Regions from separate parts of the Mus musculus genome. Here all the other regions are linked to region 1. Evidence: chromatin contacts called from public Hi-C, HiCAR-type and HiChIP or PLAC-seq data. All regions are on one chromosome and are shown on one strand. Each heading gives the region's core, a stretch centred on a gene start, on an enhancer-like site or on the middle of the called end of the contact. The rest is flanking DNA. Distances are from core to core; before and after follow the strand shown. Region 1 holds the start of Pja2 (praja ring finger ubiquitin ligase 2). Region 2 overlaps Fer (fer (fms/fps related) protein kinase). Region 3 has its middle 14 kb from the start of Fer. Region 4 overlaps Man2a1 (mannosidase 2, alpha 1). Region 5 overlaps Fer (fer (fms/fps related) protein kinase).

Region 1 (5,407 bases), core at 1,298-3,797:
AACTCATAGGGATTTAGTACTTCATTCTGGGCATGATATGTGTCTCATGGAGTAGGTTATTTAATCTGTACCAACAATGTATAAGCAGGTACTCTTACTTTCACATATTAAAAATAGTAAATCCAGGCCAGAGAGGTAAGAGGGTTGCAACATTTATACATGCAGGAGCTCGTGTGAGAATCTCTCCATCTGAGCTTAGAGTTCATGTTCTAAGGCTCCATCCCAGAACTTCTCAGACTGCAACATAAATCACTTGCGATGCCTTGCATGACTGTACTTGGGGCACGATGGCAAGATCAGAGGCAATGACTCACACGGTGAGAAAGTGGATTGCTATTTTGGGTCTATTTTTCTATCCTTTCATGACATCACAGCAAAATGTCACTTGAGTACTGTGTCTTTATTATATAGGCATATAATATTTGATAATGTTTGATATTGTACCCTCTTAAGGAGGAGTTCATGATTCAGGGTTTAGTTCTGATCAGTTAGGGTTCTCTGGAGTCACAGAGCTTATAGAACGAATCTTTCTTTCATATGTGTGTGTGTGTGTGTGTAATGTATATGTATCTATAAAGGGTATTTATTGAAATGACTTATAGACTGCAGTCCAACTAATCTAACAATAGCTATGCTATCTGTGAACAGAAAGTCCAAGAATCTAGTAGTTGCTCAGTCCCACAGATTGGGTGTCTGAGCTGGTCTTCTGTTGATGCTGGAATCCTGAGGAAGAAGGCTCCAAGGCCAGTGAAGGAATGGATGTGCTACTAAGGCAAAAGCAAGCAGGCAAAGAGCAAAAACCTTTCTTCTTCCCCATCCTTATATACGCCCAGTAGAAGGTATGGCCAAGATTAAAGGTATGTGTGTCTTCCTGTTTCAAGATCTGGATTTAAGGTATGCCTTTCTATCTACCTCAAGATCTGGATCAAAAGCCTGTGTCTTCCCATCTCAAGATCTAACCAGGAGTATGTCTTCCCAACTCAAAGATCCAGACTAGAAGTGGATTCACCCACATCATACTAACCAGAAAAACCTCTCACAGATGCGCCCTCCCTTCTGGATTGTAGTTCATTCTAGTATACCCAGACATGGTATGGAAATGATTGAGATTTGAGAAGTCCTGCACCTGCCAACCTGTTAGTGTGTTCAACTGAACCAATCTTCAAGACTCTAAAGGAAAATTAGTTAAAATATACATTCTCTTTCAAGAGAGCAAGGACTTGGAGACATGTAAAAGAGTAATTTGGGGGGCGGGTAAAATATATGCTACTGGGGTATTCTGGGAATTAAACTTGGTTTCACAAAATGTCTAGCAATTTCTCGTGTTTTTATGGGAAATGTCGAATCATTTCTTTACATCGATGGTAGAAAAAGTAGTTTCAGTTCACTGGCAGATTTTACAGCTAAAGGACATCACAAGAAGTGGGGCTCTTAATCTGTGTGGGTAGGGAGGCCACGTGATAAATATATCCTGGGCTTTTGAGCTCTGGGTGATGAAGCTGGGGGTGGGGGCGGGGAGTTAAGAGAAGAGAGCTAGGCTGTAATCAGAGAAGCAGGCAGGCTTCAGGATGAGAAAAGGGGACATGTGCATCACTGACATAACGAACTTAAACTGTGACTGGGTTTAAATTAAGCAAGGTGTCCAGGGACTCCAGCTGTTGTATTTATTTTGGTTGCATGAGACGAGAGCTGATAACTCCGAGCCTGACACCCGATATAACTTAGCTGTCAGCTGCTAAACTCTGGTCAGGCCAAATCTACATCTCACCTATAGCTGCTTTATACAAACAGAATCAGAGAGCAGGGCGAGGGTCTGACCAGTGGTGGGCGGGTACCACGCACCACAGAGAACCACAGCAAACAAGCTCTTCGTACGTTTCTTTCCCTCGCTGCTATCAGAATTGCAACTGGTTTCGGATTTTCTTTTCTTGTACTTCAAATTGCAAATACTGGGTAACTTCTCACAGCCTTGGGAACCGAATTCTGCACCTCCATTTTGCTGGGGGGCATGCGGGAATGGAGGGAGAAGTGTAACTGCGCCAGTCCTGCGCTCAGCTCTCCACACCCCCTTCCCTTCGGGAGACCCCGCCCTTTTCTCCCAGCCAAACCACAAAAGGCCTGACAGTGGATCGGGCCTCGGCGCCCCGCCCCCGCCCAAACGTCGCAGTGCTGCAGGGGCGGGCGCAGGGCCAGAGAGGGGGCGGAGCCAAGCGCGTCTCCACTCTCCTCGGCCAATCCGCGAAGGGCCTGGGAGAGAGCTTGCAGGCGCCAGGCAGAGAGACAGCCCCAGTTATTTTCCCTTTTTCTGCCACGTCCAACCATGACGTAGGCCTACTTCTAGGACTGCGATTGGATGCGTGCTTTTCCCCCTGCAGAGGGCCGTGAAGTCTATTGGCTGCGCCCTCAGGGGGCGGGGCTAAAGCGCTCCCTTCCTCCGCCTCCTTCGCAGCGCAAGGGGCGGGACGCGCCGCCGCCGCCGCCGCCGTCACCACCTCTGCTTCCGCCGCCGCCGCCGCCGCCGCCGCTGCAGCCGCTGCGCGTTCGGCGGGGGAGGAGTCGGAGGCGGAGAAGAAGGCGGTGGTGGCGGGTGGAGGATCGAGCGCTGTTCTCGCTCTGGAGCCGCTGCACATCTCGGTGAGGGCAATTTTTATTTTTTTCTCTCTCCATTCTGGCTGATTCTGTCAGAGCGGATCTGGGTGAGGGAGCCGCTGCCCAGGCGCCTCGGCTTCGGGGGTCTCCGAGGAACGGACCGAGCCGTGGCCGGCCATGGTGGGTGGGGTTGGCGACTGAGAGGCCTCCGGCCATCCCGCCCGGGGCCGCGCTCTAGCCCGAGCCGCCGCGCCCGCCGCCCGCTCGCTCCCGCCGGCTGTCTGCTGTCCTTGGTGCCCTGGTCAAGGACCCGGCGCCTTGCCCCTCGCGGCCCGCCAGTGCCGCCCACCCTCAGGCCCGCCGCGGAGGACCGTGGCGCACTAGGCCTGCGGGGCCCCTGCCCGGCCCGGCACGGCACGCCTTCCATCCCTGCCTCCCGGATTTGCGTCCTCCCCGATTGTCACCGAGGCCCAGGCACCCTGTCAGGCAGTGCCAGTGGCCTACCGTCTTCTTGGTCAGCGTTAGGCCCCAGCACGCCTGTCAGAGGCACCTTCAGGGCTCCCCTCCCCGCCCCCACCCGCACCTCCACCCCCACCCCAAGATGCCTCCAGGTTTATCATTTTTTGCGCACATTAAAAATGGTGAGTTGAAAGCTGCCCAGACCAAGTTGAATAAAATAAAACAAAAAAAAAAATTGTATGTCTACATAGACAACTGCTTTGACGATCCTCATTCTGTCAAGTATACGATTCTTTTTTTTTTTTTTAAAGAGGCCTTACTCTATTTTTATCACGAAATATTTGCTATTATTTCTTTTAAGATGGCAGTCATTGCTGAAGACTTAACAGGTCATTTGATGAGTGTATACAGGAACGTAAAAAAATAACAGAAATAAACGTAACATGTTTGTGATTGTCTTCTGGATTTCATGTCTTTTTATATGAAATAATTTTATTCTTCTATTACAGACATGCACCCTCCGTGTAAAATTCAGCAGTATAAAGAGAGAAGTATTAAATAAATACTAATATGTGACTATTTTCATCCTTCAGTGCCCCACCAGTATTTCGGTTTGGTGGTCATCTTTCCAAGTGCTTTCACAAACGCATCTTGAAAGATACACACACATGCAGAGTTGTCTCCTTCAGGGATGGGGGTGAGGGCTATGCTGAGCACATTTGTGTAAAGCTTGCTTCTTCTAATTATATATCTTGGACATAGACTCCCGTTTTATGTAGGCCTCCCTAATACTTTTTCTATCTAAGGGTACATCCTATTTCTTTAATTTGATGGACTTTAATTAAGTATTCCTACTGAAAGCCGTTTCAGTGCTTGCAGTTGAAAGTTATGCTTTATACTAAAGGTAACTAACTCACGTATTGATTGATTGATGCTGAACTGTAAGCTCTGAATCGTTTATTTTAGAACATTTCACGGTGTGGAAGACTGTAATGTAAAAAGAGCAGCCCCCACTTTGCCTTCTAGTATATTGCCTCTATCCCAAGACTCAGACACTGTTTTAATAAGGGGGAAAAACCTGTGTGATCATTTCTGGAGCACAGATCCAGACGTACAGTTGCAGAAGTAAAGGGTATGAGTATTTAAATCTGACAGCCATCTAACCCTTATTATTACTCTTTTTAAAGATATTATTACTATTTCCTGAGTGTTTCTTCTAGGTGGTCTTCAGACCACTTGTGAGTTAAAATTTAAAAACCCTATTTTGAATAAGATTACACATAAATTCTTAGAACTGTTTTACAGTCTTAAGCCCCTCCCCAAACTGTTCTCACCATTTTATTCACATCTTGCTTTATATTAAAGCTTTAGTTACCCCTCATATATATCATTCCTTTTCAATATTCCCAGCTCCTTTATAGTTGTATTGCTGTAGTAGATGAAAACTTTAAGGTAACTTTGTTTTCCTGTCTCTGGCAATAAAAAAAAGCTTTTGATCCTTGCCACCCCCCCCCCCCCCCGTTTTTCATGGAGCTAATATTTGTATTTACTTGACAATTATCTGAAAGTATTTTTTTGGTTTCCTTTCCAGTTTTTATGACATTCTGACATTGCATTGCCCCTTAGGTGCTACATATTGTTGAGTAGTAGGGCTAATGCTACTAAGACTAGGGCTAATAGTTAAAATATGTCACTTTTTCTTTAAGGTAAATGCTTCTGAGGTTAGCATTAAATATGATTTTTCACAAAGCTTTTTAATAGTCAATATTAGGTTAAAATATGCCCTTCTGTTTTTAGCTTGCCCAGATAATGTTTTTGTTCTTATTTTTAAAAACATTTACTGAGCGTGTGTGTGCACATGTGTGTTGTTACAGCATGCTTATGGAGATGAAAGGACAACGTATGGGAGTTGGTTCTTCTGTCATGGGCTTCAGGATTGCATAGTGTCAGGCTTTGTGGCAAGCACCCTGACCTACCTGCTGCCTCTCTGGCTCCTCTTGCTGTCATTCTTAATATTTATAAAAAAGTAGTGGAGGTTAAGTTTTTTTTCTTTTCCTTCTTTCTTTTTTTATTTTTTGACATCTTTTCAACTATATATATGGTTCCATTTGGGTGTCACTAGTGGTTCTTATATACTAGTTCCTTAAAAGAGATTATCTTTTCAAAAAGTCAACTTTTTTAAATTAGAGAGTAAATTAGAATTAATGAAATGTACTTACTTAAGATGTACATCTCATTGTGTTTTCATAAAAGTATACTTTTATGTCTCTCTCTCTCTATATATATATATATGCACACACATTGTGTGTGTGTGTGTGTGTGTGTACATATAATATATAACATAGGACAATATTTTCAC
Region 2 (4,980 bases), core at 2,240-4,739, 440 kb after region 1:
CATGTTTGACTATAGAAGGGGGTATGTGGGGACCAGAGGATGACCCTGAGGAGCTGGCCCCTCCTTCCCACCTCACTGTAGCAGTGTCTCCTTGCTTCTACCATGCCTCTGCACTCCAGGCTGTCTGCATCCAGGGAATTACCACACCTCTGCCTCCCATCTCACTGCAGATTAGAGATGCATACCACCACACTCAGCTTTTTACATTGGCTCCATGGACTGATCTAACAACTCAGGTTGTTAGACCTGCACTGCAAGTGCTTTTAGCTGCTGACCCATCATACCAGCCCAAGAAATTCATCTTTAACAATAGTATGTAATGTAACTAAAAAATAATATAAAAATATGCAAGATAACAAAACTACTACATTTTGACTCATTATATAGAAGATAGTCTTAGAAAACACATGTACAAATATTTTGGAATAAAGAGACATAATGTATTCTTAACTAACTTGTAAATTGTTACATTCCCTGTGACTATGGAGAAATATTTATTAATTTATCCAGTTACCTGAAACAATAACTAGATAAAAATAATACCACTCTAAAGACACTAGTTATTAGTAAATGAAACAATGATTCCTTAGAGAAAATAATGATCTAAATTGTAACACTACCAAGGCTGACTAGGTCACAATGTCTAGATCACAATTAAGCAAAACCCCAGGAATGTCCTGTTGAGAAGAGTGACTTCAAAACACAAAGGGGCCAAAAATATCCAGTGGGCCAGCAAACTCGTGGTCCCCTAGAGAAAGAACAAGGACAAACACAGAGAAAATTCTGGAGACCTACAGAGAATCCCCTTCAGTTATAAAGGTGAGTAGTAGACAGCTTGCATGTGTGCAGAAACTACTAAAACCCAGAAAGTAACCACCCCAAAACAGACTGCAAGACACTCTCCAAGAGCTCACAATGCATGGCCGTGTTCCAAAGTCAGAAGTCGCATTTTTATAATAACTGGACCCTTCTGAGTGTCAGGAAAGATGTTGCTAGGTAAAAAAGATAAAGTGATCAGAAAGTCACTCTGTAGTTGGACCTAACAAATGTAAAAGCAAAGGCAAGAGGATCAAACTGTCTGCAAGGGATTCAGCCACATCCCAAAGCAAAGCTCAAGAATACATAAAGAAATACAAACACACCCAACAAGCTCAAAAGATGCTGAAAGCAAAGCAAGGACTACTAGATAGACAATTAGCAAAGTGCCACTCAAAATAAGGAGAAGTGCTAATCCAGAAAAGCTGAGGTGGGGAGTGAGCCCAGAGGCAGCATGCTTGCCTAGCATACACAAAGCCCTAGGTCCATCCCCAGCACTATGGAGAGGAGGACAGGAATGACACTAAGTAGCACACATGATAGAACAGTTGCTATGACTGCTTCCTATTGGTCAAGGAAAGGAGAAGGCGCACACTAAGTAGAAACATGGAAGACACAGAAAGGAGTGCCTAACAGATGTGTACCAGGTACTCGTTAACATGGGACCTGCACACAAGCATCAGAGAAATCAAAGCTATGTAAGAAACCGCATTTGTCTTTAGTTCATTGTGGGCTGAATTTTGTAGCTGATGAGCAATGTTTGCCTTTCATTCTTCAGTGTGTGGTTATGCGGTTTTCCTGTCGCTTTAACTTAAGAAGCTGGCCTCTCTACTGTGTTCTTAGCACCCCAGCTGAGAATCACTGGGTCGTGTACAATTCCTTTATCGTTTTTGTTCTTGACAAAACTACCTCTTCCTTTCACCTCATGATTGTAAGCTTCACCCTGAGGTTGGAAAAACTGTAGAGATTAAAAATAAAAATAACTTTAGGCCGTCCAAGTACTGTCTACTGCAAACTTCAAAGAGTAAGTTTCAGGACAGCCAAGGTTACGTATGCCTTGCCTCAAACTTTTAATTAATTAATTTTAAGAAAATCTCAATTAAAGGTGGTAAGTAAATGAAAAGAATTAAAGGAAGATAAAACAAAAAGAAAGCAAATGGTCAAATAATACATTTAACTACAGTTAATAATAATATCAAATGCCACATTAAAATGTATTCTGAACTGAAAGAATTCTAAAATAAGCACATAAAAATTTAGAGGGCACGGGGATGAGGACAATGCTTTAGTAGGGAAAGGTGGTAGCTGTGCAAGCTTGAAAACCTGGGTCCAACTCCCACTCACACAACAAAGGCAGACTTGACCGCATGTGCCTGCAATCCCGGGGCTTTGAGGCAAAATCAGGTGGATCCCAGGAGCTTGCTGCCCACACAGCCTAGCATCTAGGCTAAGCCCAAACCTAACCAAGTTCCTAACTCAGGACTGAGCTGGAAAGCTATACAAAACACCACTATGCTCCTCAGGCCTCCACATGCAGTGTTCAGGTGTGTGCACCTACATACGCCCCGATCTGTGCATACATGTGTACACCACACACAGAAAGATCCTTTAGAGGATGCGGATGAGACAGTATTAAGAGAAAATTTAAAACACTGCAAGTTGCCATGGGTATGCTCGTTCTATAATATGATGTTTGTTCAAAGGACAAATGTGACCCTATACAAAACAAGTGGGGTCATTCTTACCTTGGACACGTTGCTGACATAATTCACTTGCACAGTGCTTTCTTTATCAACTTGATTACAAAGATTCTGTAGAGTATATGCATATTCTTTATCACTCTTTATTCTCAGAGCCATAAATTTCTTCACTGTCTCCAGCAACCGTAGTTCCCAGTCTTGCAACTTTAACACAGCTTCCTGTGAGTTCTTCAGGTCACTCCCAAATCCCATTTTGTAAGATATAGCTTATCCTCCACACTGTGCACGTGAGCCTGCTAGTCAGCACATATCTGTGAACACAGACGTGAGTCAGTTAGAAGGAAGTTTATCCTCCAGTCAAAAGGATGGCCCACTGGGTTGTTGGGTTGGTTGGTTGGTTGGTTGGTTGGTTGGTTTGTTTAACTTGGAATACTGCTTTATTTCTCAAATTTGGAAGTGATTTTCTTCATTGTGAACAAACCTGAGCAGTATATAATTCATCAAAATTGTTTTTAGAGGAAATACAATGTAAAATAAAGTACATCAAATTATTTAAATCAATTCATATATTTATCTTAAATCCTGTAATTATTTTTTAATCAAATTAATATGACACCAACACATATTCCAAATGTATGTTTTTGTTGTTGAGTCACAAAATACAAATTGCATTTCAGAGTTAGGTAATAGAATTTGGGAAATTAACTGATTATGTTTCCCAGGGTCCAGCTTCGACAAGAGTCAGGGGTCATCAAGGACTAGGGATACCTGGTAGGTGAATAAGAAAACGTACAATTGACATACAATACTGACAGGCTGTTCTTTTTTGACATGGGAGCCCTTGAACTCGGAAGTCAGGGGGTTCACCTAGACTTGACTCAGCCCCAGTCTTTTATTGAAATCATACAAGGAAGTTGGAATCCCAAAGTTCACAGAGGGTGGGTAAATGCTTCTCTATTTTCCTGTGCCAACATTTTCTAATGACACAGAGTAGTACAGATTTAGAACAGAAAAAAGGGAACTATACAATCTCAAACATAAAAGTTTTATAGCAAGCACAATTTTTTTTGTATCTCCCAACCCCCAGTCTCTGGTGAGGTTGGGGACAGCAGTATTGGGGTTACAAAGTCAGTATCTCAGACATGTATGAGACAGTATGGTTTCATAAAAGGACAAACATGAGATCATACTGCTAACCCTTCAGTCTTTGGATCTGCAATCTAGATCAAACATCCAGGACCCCATCTGTCTGTCTACAAAAACAGCCTCACTTAATCCTACGGGGCTGCCACCATCATCCCTGAACCCGAGTGTTGTGGATAGCCCTGGGGCTAATTATATTTGATGTTAAATCTGTTCTCCTCCTGTGAGTGGCTGCAAAGAAGGAATGAGTCAGCACTCAGGTGATTTCCTGCTTCCTACCTTAATTTGTAAAATAAAGGAGAGCTGATGATTGGGCAGATAAAAAGGGAAGGTGGAGCAGAAGGTAGGAGAGAGAAGGAGGAGAAATGGAAGAGGATGCAGAGGAGGAAGAAAAGAGGAGCAGAAGCACATTGCCTGGAGAAACTGCAAGTTCTAAGGAGTCCGATAGATGGAGAAGATGGTAGTATAGCGGTAGATCTGCCCAATCTAGGCACACAGCATATATTAACTGTGTTGTGTTTTCATTGCTAGGGCATATTTGGAAAGAGATTTACCACAACCCCCGAGGAACCCATTGCTGACTTTCTGGGAAATATCTGTATATTATTCCAACCTCAATTTTATGATAAAACTATCCTATTTTTATTATACAGAATTGACACTAAGGCTGGGTGAACAGCTGCAGACTTACTCATCTCTGCCTGTGACTCTAGGTTACTTGTATTATTGAATGACTATAACATACATTTCTCGTGAACTCATGAACAGCCTTCACTTTAATACTATTGGTAACATCTAGCTTCTGGATATCAAGCGGGCTCCTACTATGTCTTGCCAGGTCACCAAATACCGGCTTAATCAAGGAAGGAAGAGAGAGAAAGAACAGTAAATAGATAAAAAAAAAAAAAAATGGTAAGTACTAAGAATAATTGCAGAAATGACATCATGAGGTGCTTGCACCAAAGAAGCAACCTTGGGACCTCTCTGAACTCATACTGGGGCCCACAAGAGACCATAGCCTCATGCTCTGAAACATGGTACCCCAGGCAAGTTTTTCTCCCTTGTCATCAAGGGTCCCAGGCATCTCAAGTTTAAAGTGGGGTGTCTCCAACGTATATTGACATTACAAAAAATCCAAAAGTATTAATTTGTTTAAAAGTAAACATGTTGGGGCTAGAAGAACTAGCCCAAACACCTGGGAGCTCCCAGAGACTGAGCCACCAACCAGGCCAAGGCCCCCAACACAAATACACCAGAGGACAGCCTGGTCTGACCTCAGTGGGAGAAGACACGTCTAATCCTCAAGAGACTTAGGTCCCAG
Region 3 (5,392 bases), core at 1,961-4,460, 480 kb after region 1:
TTAGCCCTATTTACAGATATATTTTTAAAGAGACAGAGAGAATTCAAATATGTGATTTATAGTGACACAGCTTTGTTGGTGTGGGCATTGCTGCTTAAAACAGGGTGATTCAGGACAAGGGTCTCAATTATAACCATTCCTAAGCTTTCTTGCCAGTTAGGAATCGACTTCACTACAATTCAGTGGAGTAGTGGAGGCTTTGAGTAAAAATAGCCAGAATATATTTAAAAGAAAAACAAACCAGCTCAGTAGGGCTCTTTATATAGCCTAGCCTGACTTCAAACTCATGACCCTCTTACTTTATCCGTCCAGGTTCTGGGATTACAGTTGTGCCTCACCATGCAGCTAAGAAAAAACTGTTTGCAAATAGAGAATAGGATGGCTGATATTCAAATCTATCTCTCTACAAGCCAGACAAATCTAAGTCTGACAATCACTTAATATTCACACTTCTAAACTGACGGTGATATCAGCACCCACCTTGTAGCTGTTGGGAGAGCTAAAGGGATAGCTTCGAGTGTTTATCATGGCGCCTGGCACTGAATAAATGACCTGTAACCATTTGCTGTTATTCTTGGGGTTTTGGTATTTTATTCTTCTCTCACTTCTCGTCCTGCACACTCTTGTGCCTGCTGTCTGTGTGTCCCAGGCAACATTTCCTACAAAGTTGGGCCAAGGTTGAATGTTACCGATAACTATCATCAGGCAAGCAGATCTTCACTATTGTCCTGTAATTCTATTTGCTAGCCACTAAATCGTGCCCCATTATAGATTTTCATCTACAAATTACTATCTGGAATTTCCCCTCTCAGGCGGCTTCCCAGTGCACTGTGTTCAAAGTCCCCAAGTGACATATTGCAAATGTGCTGCACAGCCCTTATCGTGGTTCTCAGGAAACTTAAAAGTTGTCCTTAGGGGAACAGTCACTGCTGTGCATTTCATTATTGAACAGAAAATCTGAAAGAACAATATCAACTTTTAAATGAAATTACAGGCCTGGAAGGGAAGCATAAATGTAAGAAGGAGAATACCTCATTATCACTCGTTCAAGTGGCTGGAGTGAAACTCAGGTCGTTGCATATTCCGACACTGAAAAGTCTCTTGGACATACTAAAGAACATCATTATGCTCACAGCAATGAAATGAGAAAAGTTATTACAGGGAATAACTAAGAAGAATAAAAGAACACCAAGACAGGTTCTTAAAATGGATAATATAGTAAGCTCATTAATAAGTATTCTGAAACAGCTCTAAGGTTTTCCAATTAATCTGAATTCTTTGGGGTTGCTAGACAGTTGGGAACATCAGCCTCATTATTAGTTTCCTCTTGTTTATTTAAGCCACCCTGCTTCTCTGCTAACTTATGCAAGATTGTTTCTGCCTATATCTACCTAAACACAAAGAAGTATTTAACTTTGGTGTTAGTATTCATGAGTAAAATGAGGCTTCTCTTTAAAGACCTAGGAAGTAGACAACAGGCTTTAGAGCCAAGAGTGAGCTTTTGAAGGACTCATGTTTTACCATCTTGATATAATCCTCTAAATCGTCTTCATAATGTAGAAACTTCTCTCATGCAGAACATCTAAGAATTGTTGTATGTCACCTCAATACACCTAACCACCAAAGGTTCTTTTATTGTTGGTGGTAGCACATTTAGAAATAAACATTACCCATCATTTTCCCTTGCCCACTCTATTTACTTTAATATGGAGTAAACTCAACTTTCTAAATGGGTGAGACGTGTGTTCAGAGTTCTACAGCTGGCCAACAGAAATGAAGATGCTTGTGATGGTTTGAGAGAAAATCGCCTTCAAAAACTCATGACGCTATAAGGGATTGTGGCCTTGTTGAAAGAAGTGAGTCACTGGGGCTGGGTTTTGAGGTTTCAAATGCTCAAGCCAGGCCCAGTGTCTCTCTGGATCGCCGCTGCCTGTGGATTTCGGATGTAGAACTCTTGGCTCCTTTTCCAGATCCCTTGCTACCTGTGTGCCACCGTGCTTCCTACTACCACGATAATGAACTCAACCTCTGAACTGTAAGCCAGCTCCAGTTAAATGTTTTCCTTCTTAAGAGTTGAGTTGCTGTGGTCATGGTGTCTCTTCACAGCAATAGAAATCCTAACTAAGACAGTGTTCTGAAGAAATAATCATGTCTTTCAGTCTATCTGACTGATCAAGTGATAGACCATCCCTATGCATAGAAGAGGCTTTTCCCTAGGAATCTCATATTGGAAGAAGGGAAAGGCACCAGCCAGAAGGGAAACCTGATTTTACACAGTTCCATTAACTTGTCCTACCACCTTACAGGATAGGCCTGAAGCTCAAGCACTGACAGCTCAATTGTGTGGGAAGTCACGCTGTGACCTGGTAAGCTAGGTGGACCAAAAGTGGACTTGGTAAACTCTCTGGATCTCTTTCCCTCTTCCCAATGTGGCCATGTTGAATACATCTTTTTTTTTTTTTTTTTTCCCTGCCTTCCACTTTTATTTTGGCTCTTTTAATTAGCTTATTGAGGACGAGTGGCTGGACCATACTTGAGGCTCTGGTGGTGACGCTACAGGTTCAATAGCACTGTCTTTAAAGTTTGTAATGCTGACCCCACCCCCAGTCTTTTCCGTAGCCATGCAATTATAAAGCTCTGAATTAACGGAGGAGGCCATTGGGCAGGCAGTAGAGCTAATGTTTACCTCCTCGAAAGCCTGTTGGGTTTCTATAGAGGTAAAACGGAAGCCCCAATCCCACACCCTACCCACGACTTAGGAAACTGTGGTTAGGTGCAGCTTTCACATCTCTCTCTATATGAAGGCGGCTACAGCGAGAGTCTGAGCCCGAAATCAAGGCATACAAGAAATCAGTTGAAAATAATAAGAGGGGTGTGTGTGTGTGTGTGTGTGTGTGTGTGTGTGTGTGTGTGTGTGTGTTTTGTTTTTCCCATGCAGCAAAAGGTAGAATTTTAGGGACACAACTGATCAAGTTCTCTGAGATTTTATTTTATTTTTTAGAAGTCAACACTTAGCAGGGGTAGCCAGTACAGGAACAAGATCTCAAGACAGGGTGTTCTGCTGCACCACACCAGATCCCAGGACCAAGACTGTCTAAGGCATCGCACAGACCCAGGCCAGACCCCGCCCAAAGAGGCCGGCCCAGCCCTAAGCAGCGAGAGCAGAAACCCTTTAGCGTCCTAGAGCGGCCATAGCGTGGTGCGGAAATGGGCGGAGCATCTCCGTGGCCTGGTCCAAGCATGCTCAGTGCCCTGACTCGGCTGGTGGGTCGGGAGTCTCCACACCCGGACCGGGATTCTAACGCGTGGACACAGTGCTGTCCACGCCCGCACAGTGCTAGCCGCACCCCGGCCCGGAGTGTCCTTTTCCCCTGCAGAAACCAGATTCATTCTGCACCGAGCTGAGCCCGCGGCAATGGGAAAGGGACAGGGCTGGCTCCCTGACCCAGAACTGCGTCTGGAGGGGCCGTCAGACATTTGCCTTAATTTTCCAGTCTGCAGTATCAGTGATGAGTATTTCCCAAAGTATTGCCAGAATTGAGAAAATGAATGAGAATACCAGGAACTTGGTTTTGAGCCTGACATTGTTAAACTGGAATTTATCGATAATACTTGCAGGCTCAGGAGATAAACACTCACCCCTGCATCATCCAACTCCGGAGGCGGTCACTGACTTCCTCAGTGGAGGATGAAATGCTGGTTGGAGTTCGAAAGAGCAAATGGACTCTAAACAACTACAAAAGCAGTATTTTTAATCACAAGGTCAAGTGCTTAAAACAGGGAGACCCTTAAAGAAAGAGGATAGAGAGTAGAAAGTGAAAAAATAAAATAAAATAAAAGCTTCCCCAAAATATAATTTCAGCTGTGATACGACGAAACCAATGAGAAATAACAAGTATGAGAACTCAAGCGGGAAGGTGTATTAGTAAATACAGTGAGACTCCAGTCTGTGGACAGTGGCAACCAATCCTCCTTCGCTGTGTTAAGCAATATGTAGGAGAGTCCCTAACGTGATCAAAACGGATATCTGAAACCCTATAGTAAAGTACCATTGTCTGCCGTCTCTCATTGCTTCCAACGTAAAGTGCACGTGGCTAATTTGTGTGGAATGATCCCTAGGAGACCAAGGTTCCTTACGAATTCTGCCTCCCCACCTGATGCAGCCTTCTCTGCGTTCATTGCGCCATCTCCTTTGGGACGCCTATATTATTCATGTCAATCGACAAGCAGCTGAAAAACATTGCACATTATGAAGCAACTTTGGTTTTTATTTAGCACATGGATTCGTGATATCCTAATTATCTTCATAATTGTAGAATGTGTTTATTCTTTAACCACTCCCTGTAAGCACAACTGAGTAATACTGTTATTATAAACATTTGCAATTTAAGTAAAGATAGGATTGTGAGTTACAAGAATCTTTGCCCTTTGCTTTCATTTGAGACTTTTTCCCTGTTCCTATGTTCTCATCTCTACCTGCCCAGAAGGCATTGGAGAACCATCGGATGGCAGATGGATGAAGGCTGAATCACTCTTGTTCTATCTCCTACTTTCCTGACTTAAAGTAGATTTTATAAACATTTTTAAAAAATTTTAAAACTTTGCATCTTTTTGAGACAGCATCTCTTGTAGCTCAAGTTGGCCTCGAACTCCTGATGTTTCTGCCTCTAGTTCCAAAGCGCTGGCTACCATGTGTGCTGCCCTCCCAAAGGTACCTCCATGTTCTGCCATATTTTAATCTTAATTTTCCTTTGCCCCTGACTACTCACATCGCTGTAATTTTATTATTCAAGTATGTTATTTTCTCCTGCCATAATTATCATTAGAAAGTGGCGTTTTCAAAGTACTTGTTTCTGAACCAAAAAGAAAAGAGAAAAAGAGATGCAATCATGATGACAACATCATCATAGAGTACAGAAAGTATAGTAGAGTCATATACTCTACTATAGAATAGGTATATTGTGAAAATATAATCGTTGTATGGAAAGTGTGTTCAGAAGGTAGCTAACAGTTTCTTCTTTAAAAGATCTTTTGGACGGCTGACAGGGATCACTCAGCAGACCCGACCACTTAATACGCTTGAATAGGACCCACGTTCAGGTCCCAGCTGTCAGGCGCTCACAACTGTCCGCAACTCTAGTTCTCAGGAGATCTGATGCTTGTGAGCTCTGCCTGTACCTGCATCCAAGTGCATATCCGTATATAATTCATTAATGTACATATATATAATGTACACGTATATAAATCATTAAAGGATGCAGATCTTAAATGTCTCTTCTTGCTTGCTTATGTGACAGGGATGGGCTCCTTGTCACATCCCACTGATCTGCATCCCCAAGCCAGCTCCTGTCCTTTTCACAGATCCTTTGATACGTCTCCATTTCTGCCTTAC
Region 4 (5,438 bases), core at 1,270-3,769, 420 kb before region 1:
CAGTGGAGCCAAAGCCTGAACCTGGAAGTCCTCACAGTCTGAATTGGGAGTGTTCTCAATGCTGATGGTGACATACTGAAGGCTTTATCCTAGGCAGATGGATGGACCTGGAGGGCATCATCCTGAGTGAGGTAACCCAACCACAAAAGAACTCACACAATATGTACTCACTGATAAGTGGATATTAGCCCAGAAACTTAGAATGCCCAAGATATAAGATACAATTTGCTAAACGCATGAAACTCAAGAAGAACGAAGACCAAAGTGTGGACACTTTGCCCCTTCTTAGAATTGGGAACAAAACACCCATGGAAGGCGTTACAAAGACAAAGTTTGGAGCTGAGACGAAAGGATGGACCATCTAGAGACTGCCATATCCGGGGATCCATCCCATAATCAGCTTCCAAACGCTGACATCATTGCATACACTAGCAAGATTTTGCTGAAAGGACCCAGATATGGCTGTCTCTTGTGAGACTATACTGGGGCCTGGCAAACACAGAAGTGGATGCTCACAGTCAGCTATTGGATGGATCACAGGGCCCCCAATGGAGGAGCTAGAGAAAGCACCCAAGGAACTGAAGGGATCTGCAATCCTATAGGTGGAACAACAATATGAACTAACCAATACCCACCCCACCCTCCGCCCCCCGGAGCTCATGTCTCTAGCTGCATAGTAATCAGAAGATGGCCTAGCTGGCCATCAGTGGAAAGAGAGGCCCATTGGTAGTGCAAACTTTATATGCCCCAGTACAGGGGAACGCCAGGGCCAAGAAGTGGGAGTGGGTGGGTAGGGGAGTGGGTGGGGGACTTTTGGGATAGCATTGGAAATATAAATGAAATAAATACCCAATTAAAAATACTATTTAAAACAGTAAAAAAAATATATATATATATTTACTAAGGCAAAGTTACATAGTTACATGAAATATATATATACATATATATATATATATATATATATATATATATATATATATATATATATATATATGGAGAGAGAGAAAGAGAGAGAGAGAGAGAGAGAGAGAGAGAGAAGAACCAAAACCTACAGAGCCAAGGACTTAGTTTTCATTACCTCCCCAGGGAAATGGTTTTTTTGGTTTTTGTTTTTTTGTTTTTTGTTGTTGTTGTTTTGTACATTTTACTGCATGCCACCAGAAATAAATCAAAGTTTTCCAGTTAGCACATCACCTGTGGAGCCTCAGGATAGTATTCTTTGCCCTCAGCCAATGGCGCTTTCTGAAGGTGCTCCTCAGCCATGGCTGCTGTGCATTCACCCGGGCAGGGCAGTAGCAGCATCGGAAACTCTCTCTTCCTTCGGCCTTATTTTCTGGATCTATTTACAAGGGCCTTCTTAGCTCTGTGTGCTGATTTACCTTCATATCCTGTTCTGCCCTGTTCTTTCCATATCTAGAATCTGACCAAAGTGTTCCTTTAATCTATCACACACAGATGTGAACTCACTAATATTCATCTACCACCTGTTCACAGAACACACCCTCATCCTGTCCCCCCCCCCCCCACCCTTTTAACTAGGGCTGGGCTGAAGAGAGCTGATTTTGTCACAGCAGAACCAAGAACAGCCACCTGGCCCCTCGGCTGCTTTGCTCTACTTCTTTGTTATAAAAGTGTTAATAGATCTGTTTGAAAGTAGGATTAAGAATTACTCCAGAAGACAATGCACAGGATAAGATTATATTTTATTAGAGATCTTATATTACATATTCCCAAAAAGTTATAAAAATCTTCCAAGAGAAAAATATCAAAACCTGTTGATTTCAATGAGCAAAATAATCACAATGAAAGTAAACATTTTCTTCTAGACAAAGGACTGTGAAAACACTTCAGCACGAGTACAGCAAAGACACGGGATGATAATTACAATGTCTTCTAACATCATACAGCATTTTCTTAAATCAATTTTTTTTTTTAGAATGCTGATATTTGAACCATGCACCTCTAAACAAAATTAAAATTTCAGAGAGTGGGGAGAGAGTAGCGAGACAGTCTTGGTCCACTGAGCATCTGTGATAACAGATGTACCAAGCCTAACTAAACAGACCGCCCCCCCCCTCCCCCGCTGTCAGGTCTGAAGTGTGGCTGACTGCCCACGTGTGCCAGAGAAACCAGTTTCTGACCATAACCCAAAGCAAAAGACACCCTCTCTTCATTTCCCCAGTGTTGTAATGTGAAAATAACTTTAAAAAGCAGAAGCTTGCTGGTTACATAGAGTTTCTGCTTCACCTGTGAATAAGGAGCTGGTGGCCAGAACACAGAGTGGGTCCCCTGTGTCTGCTGTTTTTGTTTATTATTTATGTCAGCCACTGGTTTCATTTGGCCTCATCAGAACTTCTGTAGTGATTAAGCATAGCCACTTAACCACAGAGCACAGTGAACATCCACAGGAAGGCATACACTTAAGATACAACAAGAAAATAGATCATATTCGTGGGACTGGCGCTTGGTCGTCCTAGCTAGCGTCTGCAGAGGTTATAGGAGGAAGTGGTTTTGTTGTACTTTCAGTTGCTTATTCCCCAACAAATGAGGAAGGGAATGTACGTCACATGCTTACTGCATGAAATTATACCCTTGCAATGGTCCTGTCATTCTGGTATTTCCTTAATGATTATAGGCAAAGGATTTTAGGAACTCAACAGAACAGCGAATGTAGGAGCTGCATCTTGAGGAAGAATCCAGATGACGATCAGAATAAACAGTGAGGCAGAAATGCTTTTCTCTGTAATGTACTGGAATGGTAAGAGGTAAGTGGAGGTTTAAAGTCAAAGAATACTAAATTAGGTTAAGACACTGAGGAGAATTTTTCAAAAGTGGATATAGCCAAAGCATTCTTTCTATACCAAAATTAAATACTATTATTCTATTACAGAAACAATGATCTCAAATGACCTCAAAGGTCCCATGATGGTACATGGGCTAGACTAACACGCTGAGTTTACCACACACAAATGTTTGGAACGTGTTCTTTAGTAAGGAACATAAGATGAGCTACACACAGAGGATTTTAGAAAACAGTCTATTTTTAAAGCATTCTCTCTTTAACGCGGTTAAGTACTGTGAAATGCAAGAAGTACTTGGATCTTGTGGGTTACGAAATCCTTGCTTCAACTTGCAGTTTCCTTGGCAGCAGCATATTTTAATTAGCAATATTTTTCTCCCTTGTTTCGTTTTCTGACATCTCAGTACATTCAAATAGTCAAAATGTTTAGAGTAACATCACCACAAATGTAATGACACAGATCAGGATGTGGCCAGCATTATCAAGCAAAAAATTTTACATAATTTATGTGTCATAGAAAGTACCCACCCCCTATCCCAACCTCCCAATACCCCACCTCCCAAACAGTAATATGGACAGTAATAAGATTTAACAAGACTTATAAAAAAATAAGGCACATTTATTTTTGATATGGTAATTTAAAAATAGAAAACCCCACCTTGGAACACCTGTATTCAAATGAGCTGTATAGAAAGACACCTTGTGGTACCTAAAGTGGAACTGCTTCTTCTGTTTCAGTGACAATGGAATAAATTGCACCCATCCCATGTTGTCAAGTAATGAAAATACACCTCTTTTTCTACTGGTGAACGACTAAAATTATCACTTATTTTTTTAAATGTGTGGGTAGGAAAGGGTAGCCAAGAGGTTCATTGGAAAAGAGTATGAAAACCAACTACATTTATCATAAGGGTTGAGGGATTGCACTTTTCCACATTATTTTAACATACAAAATATTCAAATTTATATCAATGATTACAACTACTTTGGCCATTAAGCTGTTACCTACCAACTTCTGATTTTTCTTTCTATTTAAGTCAAATGGGTATTTTTTTAATAAAACATGATCAGAGATAAGAATACTTCTAGAGAATCTCTTTACAACCCTCAATGCAAACATAGTTAGCATTTAACCTGAGATGCAGTCTGTTGAGGGCTTATCTTTCAATAGTTCTTCATTTTTGTTACCTCAGTTCATACTGATAACGGTAGCTGTGGGACAAACTCAGAGAAAGAAACCTTTTTTTAAAGCATGGCTTTTTCTTACTAGATTGGTTTAAAAAACAAAACAAAACAAAACAAAAAAACAGAATCACAGAATTCATGTTCTCACAGTAGCCAGAAGCTAAAGTAATGTGCTTAGTTATTGCACGTTAAACCAAGGACGGTAACAAAGCCGGAGTTTCTCTGCTCAAGTCTGGGTCAGGTCCAACGCAAGCGGATACGGAACGTGCTGATCTCCATGGGGCTCAGGCTGACTTCACTCATGTTCTGGGCATCTGGAGGGGAGTGCATCAAGGACAGAGAGGAAGGGACGAGACTCTCCACAGCAAACTTGTTGAAAAGTTTCAGAACTGACATCTAAAAAAAGCAAGTGCCAAGATTTGCAGATTTAGAGCGGTACTGAGATTTGCACATTCAGATCTGCCCCGGGAGACTCCTAGCACATCTATAAACTCAGTTTAAGGAAAGCACAGGAAGAAATATATTTATCTGCTGAAGTTCCCTTTTGAGAACATGAAGGGGAGAGGACATTACATTCCCGAACACAAACCATCCCTGGAGACACATGGCTGTGAGCCACTCCGCCTTGCAGTTCCTTTAGTTTTACATGAGGACATTTTCAATAAAAGAGTGGACATCTAAGAACCAAGAAATTCCAACAGTCCCAAGGACTTGAAAATCATCAGATTCTTTGGTCAATATTTCTCCATAATAATGGTGGCGATAAGACGATCCCCCCCCCCCCTTTCCAACAGAATTGAAAAATAAGACAGTTTCATGATAACAATGGCTTATTTTATTACTGGTCCCAATCTATAGAGATGTTAGGAAAATATATTTGTCACTTTACCAGGTTATCCTAAAGTGTCTCTTGGAATAATATCCCTCGATTATCCTTCTTAAGACTTAACACATTAATTCTAGAAGGTTCCTTAGGTATATTCAGATCATCAGTACCAGAGTGGAAACACACAGGAAAGTGGGGTAAAAACAATGCATCCAAGTGAGCATTCTTCTCAGACCTTGGAACGTGTGCTAGCATGTAGAGTTGGGACAAGATTGCTTGACTCTGTTTTGTAGTGTAACCTATGGAGTTCTGGCAGAAAGTTGGCTCTGATAAGTTGTTGGGTGTGCAGACCTAGCTATGTGCAGAGACCCGCCAGCTAAGTACTTAACTACTTTGTGAGACCTGGCTCTCTTAGAGGCAGGAGACTGGATGTTCATCCTTCCAAGAAGATGCTGATGAACCGCCAGAAGAACTTGAGGAGAAAAATCAAGAACAGGCAACCAGCCAGCAGGGTGCAGACTCAAGGGTTATCTGATCTCCACAGTGATGACTCATACACAAATCTAGATCAATCAGGAGACTCAGACACATTTATTTCTCCAAATGAGTCAACTGACATAGCCTCGG
Region 5 (5,496 bases), core at 1,049-3,548, 330 kb after region 1:
TAAGTGATCGATACCATTTTGCTATCTTTTTCAAATTTGCAAAAACTTGACTTCAGAATGAACTTTATGTGGGTGTGCCCATTTATCAACATGAAATGTCAATGAAGATTTCTTGAGCCAAGGAGTTCACAGCCAGCCAGAGCAATAAGGAAAACCTTGTCTCAAAAAGACATAAAGATGAAAAGGAGGCAGGGTTGTGGGTTGGGTGCCTAGCAAGCACACTGCCCTTCATGCAATACCTAGTACTGGAAAGAAAAATAAGAGGCAGTTGTAGTTTTCTTTGCAAATGTTATTCTGGCTGAGGCAATTTATAAGCAATTGTGGTCCTTTCCCGTGACCTCCCAAGCTCTGAAATGTCCATTTAAGAGTTGAATTTTAGCAAGCTTACCCTCATTTTCTTGATTTTCTTGACTTTCTTTCTCTTTCTCTTTCTTTCTTTCTTTCTTTCTTTCTTTCTTTCTTTCTTTCTTTCTTTCTCTCTTTCTCTCTTTCTCTCTTTCTCTCTTTCTCTCTCCCTCCCTCCCTCCTTCTTCCTTCCTTTCTTTCTCTTTCTTTTAAAAAATGCATGTTGTCTTTTTTATTATATTACATATAATATTTATTTATTATATGTAAGTACACTGTACCTGTCTTCAGACACTCTGGAAGAGGGAGTCAGATCTTGTTACTGATGGTTGTAAGCCAGCATGGGGTTGCTGGGATTTGAACTCAGACTTCTTCAGAAGAGCAGTTGGTGCTCTTAACCGCTGAGCCATTTCTCTAGCCTGGAGTTTTAACCAATTTCTAATGTACTAGGTGTCTTAATTATTGCATTACCAAATACTTTTCCACAGTTGAAAGATAATTCCCCCTCCAATTGACTTTCAATAATCCTCTAGTAGTCTCCCCACATCCTCTCAGATAAATACTAATGTGTTACATTTCTGTGTTTGTTAGTAAAATGAAAAGATCAAGCATTTATTTATATGCTTGATAAGAATTTTTCAGATCCTAGTCTCCTATATTTTCAGCAGCTTAGTCAATGCCCCACTGTTTAATTTTTTAAATCTTAATCCCCAAGCACACTTGCAAACTGCCCATGCCACTGCTTAGCTGTAGTGGGGCATTTCATCCCATTCCATACTTCTGATATTTTATACTTCTGATGCACATTTTCATACTTTTTTATTTGTTATCAATTCGAACAGTTGAATAGTTTTTATAATTGAGCACACCCTCATTTCCCTTTCCATATTCTCCAGAGCTCTCCCTCTACAAACTTTAACTCTCCACAAAGAGTTTATGAAAGAGCTACTAGCAGCACAGCTGTATACAATGGGCGATCAATGAATCCTTGCTGATCACATCAAACAACAACAACAAAAAACAACAACAACAAAAAAAGGAAAGTAAAAAGAGAACAGAAAGGGGAGAGGAAGGGAGGGCAGGAGACGGAGAGAAGGTGACAGGACAGAAAGAATAGTCTCCAGAGGTGAATGAATGTGGGGATGTAGGGGTGTGTGTGCGTGTGTGTGTGTGTGTGTGTGTGTGTGTGTGTGTGTGTGAGAGAGAGAGAGAGAGAGAGAGAGAGAGAGAGAGAGAGAGAGAGAGCGCTTGCCTAGAGCAGCCTCTTCATGCTAGGTCAAAATTATACCATTTTTAGAAGGATGCATGTTAGCAGATGTAGAAGGACTTGAAAGTGGATTTTTATTCTTCCATTTGTCTTCTGATCCTCTGTGACCTTGATTCTGCTATTAAAACTCTGAAGTGTCTGAAGTCAAATGTTTCTGACAGACTCCAGATGGATAACTTCAATATTTCCTCTGTTCTTAACTTGGGAATTCCACAAGGCTTTGAAAGACTAGTCTATCTGATATGCTGAAGAAGCTGCTAAGAATGACTGTCCTGTCAAAAGTTTTTCTGTCACAGGGTGACAAAAGTTAATTTACTACCTTACATATATTTCATTACCTAGAATTATATGAATCATCTGTCCAGATTTTAGTCAAAACTCAACTCAATTAAGAATTAAACAGATTTTAATTTGGGCTAGAGCAGAAGCTGAGAGAGATTTAAAGGAGGTGAACAGCAAGGTGCCAGCAGGATCCCTGAAAAAGCAGCAACTGTGACAATATGATGTCATAGCGGAGGGACAAGCCTCTCTCGGAGGGGCATCAGTGCTGAAGTCTGTGCTGGAGCTAGCGATTCCTTCCTCAGGAACGTTCACTGAAGTGCTCCGTCACCTCAAGCATTGCTCTGTGCAAACTGCCAGCATCCCAGCATCAACTCAATGACCTCATCCAGGAACACTGGCTGAAGAGTCAGTGCTAAGGAATGCAGCGGGGCTACGACGCCCAGGCTTGCCATCACTAGTCCCAGGAGGAGAAGGCAGTTCATGGGCATGTTAATAGCAGTGGTAAAGAAGCACGGAAGCAGTCAGCTTGTTCTATGCGTGTTCTACCACACTGACACCATTCTGAGTGACGAAAAGAGTGACGGGAATTCGGAAAGTGTATTATTGCAAAAGTGGGCTATATTAGACAAGAGAACTAAGGTATGCTCAAAGTGTGTGCTGCATAGACATGAGGAGCATTTCAATGAGGAAAGAATATTCAGTTTGGCTTTCTTAGTCAAAAATATATCAAACATCGTTCAAATTTCTAATTCTAAAATTATTTAACTTTCTATATATCCTGTTCTAAAACTACTTTTGAATGACTATCACAAGCATACAACTCCCAAGATTAAAAAAAAAAAACATAATCTTCATGCAGAATACTATTTTAAGTATATTTCTTTAAAATTCTCATGAGACTGTGAAAATCAATTTTGGAACATCAACTTCTCCAAAAAGCCATAAAATAGGTATTTCTGCTTCATTGATTCTTTATCATTAGGATACCGTGAAGGAATTAAAGTTTAAAGAGATCACCATTTATTTATACATCAAATGACTATCAGGCTATTTTCTGATAAAGGTGATTCCCACCCCACTTCCTATCTTTCCAAGGTTAAATGGATGTAAGCTTGCTACACTCGGGTAGCCTGACCCATGGAGCCCAGGTAATGAAGAGACCACACAGGTGTGGAGAGCTTATTCCTTTTCACACAGGTCAGTCTGCATGGATGGCCCTTCAGCATCATGGCATCAGGACCACCCACAGGGTGCTGAGACTTTTCAGCACCACTCCCATAGTCCCTCAGTCTGTTGGCCTGCAGTGGGGCCAGAACAGTAAATAAGGTGGTGTCACAGGTCACTAAGCTAGGGGGTCACAAATTTATCTCAGCAGCACCCCATCATTATCTAAGTCCCAAACTGATCTTATGCCTTCTTTCGTCATTTCAATGTCACTGGTTATCAATACACTGAATGGTTTCTATAAGAAAGCCACAATTACCTGTACAAAATACAAATTTGATCATAATTCTTCTCAGAATAAAACCTTTCAGAGTTGTCTATCACCCTCAATACAGAGATCGAACCCTTGTACATAAAATAACAATCATATGTCACTCCTAACCTCACTTCCTGCATATACTATTGCCCTAACGGATGACCACAAAGTGCGACAGTCTAAAGCGGCACAGACTAGTTACCTTACAATTCTGGAAGTCAGAGGTTCTCCAAAATCAAAGATGAAGCTCCCTGCTCGTTTTGAGTGCCCTAGGGTTCAGTGAAGGCAGTCTCAGGGGACAAGGAGGAGCAGAGGCAGATGGCACCTGACACCCTCGTCTGACCTCAGACGAAGTGCATATACCACATACCTCAGACACAGGGAAAGCAATGATCCCCATGTTTTCCAACTAGTGTAGATTTAATCATTTAAATGTTTAATGATTTAAAAGGATTTATTTAAACAGAAAATAATGTCACCAAAATGTATTTGAAAAATCTACCTATTTGAGATGACCAGTTCCAGATGTCCCTAGCAGCAAGACTACAGATCAGAGAGGGCCACGGTTGACATTTGAACATCTTTTCCTAAAAGGCATGCTAGAAATAACTGACATCAGCTGATGTGACTCTGCTCTCCATCAATACAGCTAGTCCCCACTGAGATTAGGGGACAAAGAAATTAGAGTTCACTTTTACAGTGTTGCCAATTCTTTGTTCCACCTTTAATAAATGCAATTTGTTACATAATAACAGAAGGAAATACAGTTTCTTTTTTCCAAGACTTATAAATGTATATGGATGAAGCTTTCCATTAAAAAAATAATAACTCTAAGTTATCTTTCTAATGCCCATGGCCTTTCTAATTTAAACCCTGTTACTTCAATGTCATTAAGTTTTTAACATACATATTTATTAGTCTTTGAAAAAGAGGACTTGGGACCAGTTCTCTTTGAGAGCCAGGTAGAAGGTGAACATGAATTTACTTAGTAAGATAAAATGCCAACAGCTCTTTTCCAGAGTAAGCCAAGCTTGCCTATCATGTATACAACCATCCTTTCCCTTCTGAACTAGGTTTATACAAGACAGAATTTGCAAATAAGGAACTTTCCTGACTTTACTATCAGAGAAAAATACCCGTTAAATTGTCAAATAAATTTTATTATGCTAAAATATAGGTTACAATAGTCTAAAAAGAAGGTTAATAAGAGTACAACAAACATTTCTTTCAGTACTTAAAAACTGATATTTGTTTCTAAGAGGGTTGTAACTGCATCATTGTGAAAAAGGGTTTGTTTTCTGCAGTGCTAGAGATAGGACTGAGGGCCTTAAACATTTACCACTTAAACATTTACTTACTACACGCCTGTCTTAGTCAGGGTTTCTATTCCTGCACAAACATCATGACCAAGAAGCAAGTTGGGGAGGAAAGGGTTTATTCGGCTTACATTTCCATACTGCTGTTGATCACCAAAGGATGCAGGACTGGAACTCAAGCAGGTCAGAAAGCAGGAGCTGATGCAGAGGCCATGGAGGGATGTTCTTTACTGGCTTGCTCAGCCTGCTCTCTTATAGAACCCAAGACAACCAGCCAAGAGATGGTCCCACCCACAAGGGGCCTTTCCCCCTTGATCACTGATTGAGAAAATGCCTTACAGTTGGATCTCATGGAGGCATTTCCTCAACTGAAGCTCCTTTCTCTGTGATAACTCCAGCTGTGTCAAGTTGACACAAAACTAGCCAATACAACGCCCAACTCCACATAATTTCTAATATAAAGTAAAAAAGAAAATAATGTAAGAACTAAATTGTTCTATGAACAAAACTGAGGCTAAGCACACATTGATTACTTCAAAAGACTTCACTCATGATCTAATCAGAATGTCTAACTTTCTGACACTATGAAACACTATCATCTCCAAAGTTCATACTCACAAAAAAGAATTAAATTAAAAAAATAAAAACAATTATGTGATGTCCTATGTAAGTTTATGATATTTTGTGGAGCTGCCTTAATAGCTATTCTCAGCCACAAGCTACAGCTTATAACAGTTCACAAGTCAGATATAAACAGGAACCCTTTTTGGTAATACAATCTAAAATTGCCACATTTTACCACAATA

Evidence for each region. Hi-C and Micro-C count contacts between places; a contact is called where the count stands out from the background. HiCAR-type assays count read pairs that join an accessible place to other places. HiChIP or PLAC-seq counts read pairs in DNA pulled down with a chosen protein or histone mark.
Region 2: a contact with region 1 is called in an H3K4me3 HiChIP or PLAC-seq map of bone marrow-derived macrophages, with 2.3 times the contacts expected there. The contact joins the enhancer-like site here to the promoter of Pja2 in region 1. A contact is called at or near these places in 3 of 39 promoter capture datasets (the 3T3-L1 cell line, hematopoietic stem and progenitor cells and neural stem cells) and 3 of 115 datasets of contacts at active chromatin or transcription factors (acute myeloid leukemia, bone marrow-derived macrophages and embryonic stem cells).
Region 3: a HiCAR-type map of embryonic stem cells shows a contact between it and region 1, with 4 times the contacts expected there. The contact joins the enhancer-like site here to the promoter of Pja2 in region 1. A contact is called at or near these places in 2 of 39 promoter capture datasets (the 3T3-L1 cell line and frontonasal cranial neural crest), 4 of 484 Hi-C or Micro-C datasets (LSK cells, hematopoietic stem and progenitor cells, liver and 1 more) and 7 of 115 datasets of contacts at active chromatin or transcription factors (bone marrow-derived macrophages, embryonic forebrain, embryonic stem cells and 3 more).
Region 4: a contact with region 1 is called in a Hi-C map of B cells, with 24 read pairs. The contact joins the enhancer-like site here to the promoter of Pja2 in region 1. A contact is called at or near these places in 6 of 39 promoter capture datasets (the C10 cell line, the HPC-7 cell line, hematopoietic stem and progenitor cells and 2 more), 1 of 15 datasets of contacts at CTCF or cohesin (CD8 T cells), 4 of 484 Hi-C or Micro-C datasets (B cells, macrophages, peritoneal macrophages and 1 more) and 2 of 115 datasets of contacts at active chromatin or transcription factors (CD8 T cells and memory CD8 T cells).
Region 5: a contact with region 1 is called in a Hi-C map of adipose-derived mesenchymal stem cells, with 2.1 times the contacts expected there. The contact joins the enhancer-like site here to the promoter of Pja2 in region 1. A contact is called at or near these places in 4 of 39 promoter capture datasets (the 3T3-L1 cell line, 3T3-L1-derived adipocytes and hippocampal neurons), 1 of 15 datasets of contacts at CTCF or cohesin (the NIH/3T3 cell line), 1 of 484 Hi-C or Micro-C datasets (adipose-derived mesenchymal stem cells), 2 of 115 datasets of contacts at active chromatin or transcription factors (the NIH/3T3 cell line and forebrain) and 1 of 9 other capture datasets (adipose tissue).

Annotation. Positions count from the first base shown.
Region 1 is chr17:64,329,023-64,334,429 of GRCm38.p6, reverse strand. It overlaps Pja2 (praja ring finger ubiquitin ligase 2), which reads left to right and starts at 2,547. Exons shown (of 10, transcript NM_001025309.1): 1 at 2,547-2,634.
Region 2 is chr17:63,893,865-63,898,844 of GRCm38.p6, reverse strand. Fer (fer (fms/fps related) protein kinase) reads right to left here. Exons shown (of 19, transcript NM_001037997.3): 2 at 2,562-2,827. The coding sequence starts at 2,768. Among named protein-coding and RNA genes, the nearest start is that of Fer, 32 kb to the right of the region's middle. Within about 2 kb of position 3,489, at least 9 of the 459 cell types and tissues checked have an H3K27ac peak or open chromatin away from gene starts, as enhancers often do. A contact at or near this core is called in bone marrow-derived macrophages and embryonic stem cells, where this site is marked.
Region 3 is chr17:63,847,574-63,852,965 of GRCm38.p6, reverse strand. No RefSeq gene overlaps it. Among named protein-coding and RNA genes, the nearest start is that of Fer, 14 kb to the left of the region's middle. Within about 2 kb of position 3,210, at least 303 of the 459 cell types and tissues checked have an H3K27ac peak or open chromatin away from gene starts, as enhancers often do. A contact at or near this core is called in bone marrow-derived macrophages, embryonic forebrain, embryonic stem cells and 3 more, where this site is marked.
Region 4 is chr17:64,751,357-64,756,794 of GRCm38.p6, reverse strand. It overlaps Man2a1 (mannosidase 2, alpha 1), which reads right to left. Exons shown (of 22, transcript NM_008549.2): 22 at 1,685-4,381. The coding sequence ends at 4,223. Among named protein-coding and RNA genes, the nearest start is that of Dreh, 13 kb to the left of the region's middle. Within about 2 kb of position 2,519, at least 140 of the 459 cell types and tissues checked have an H3K27ac peak or open chromatin away from gene starts, as enhancers often do. A contact at or near this core is called in B cells, CD8 T cells, the HPC-7 cell line and 6 more, where this site is marked.
Region 5 is chr17:64,000,448-64,005,943 of GRCm38.p6, reverse strand. The region is part of intron 12 of Fer (fer (fms/fps related) protein kinase); the gene reads right to left. Among named protein-coding and RNA genes, the nearest start is that of Gm52300, 33 kb to the right of the region's middle. Within about 2 kb of position 2,298, at least 83 of the 459 cell types and tissues checked have an H3K27ac peak or open chromatin away from gene starts, as enhancers often do. A contact at or near this core is called in the NIH/3T3 cell line and adipose-derived mesenchymal stem cells, where this site is marked.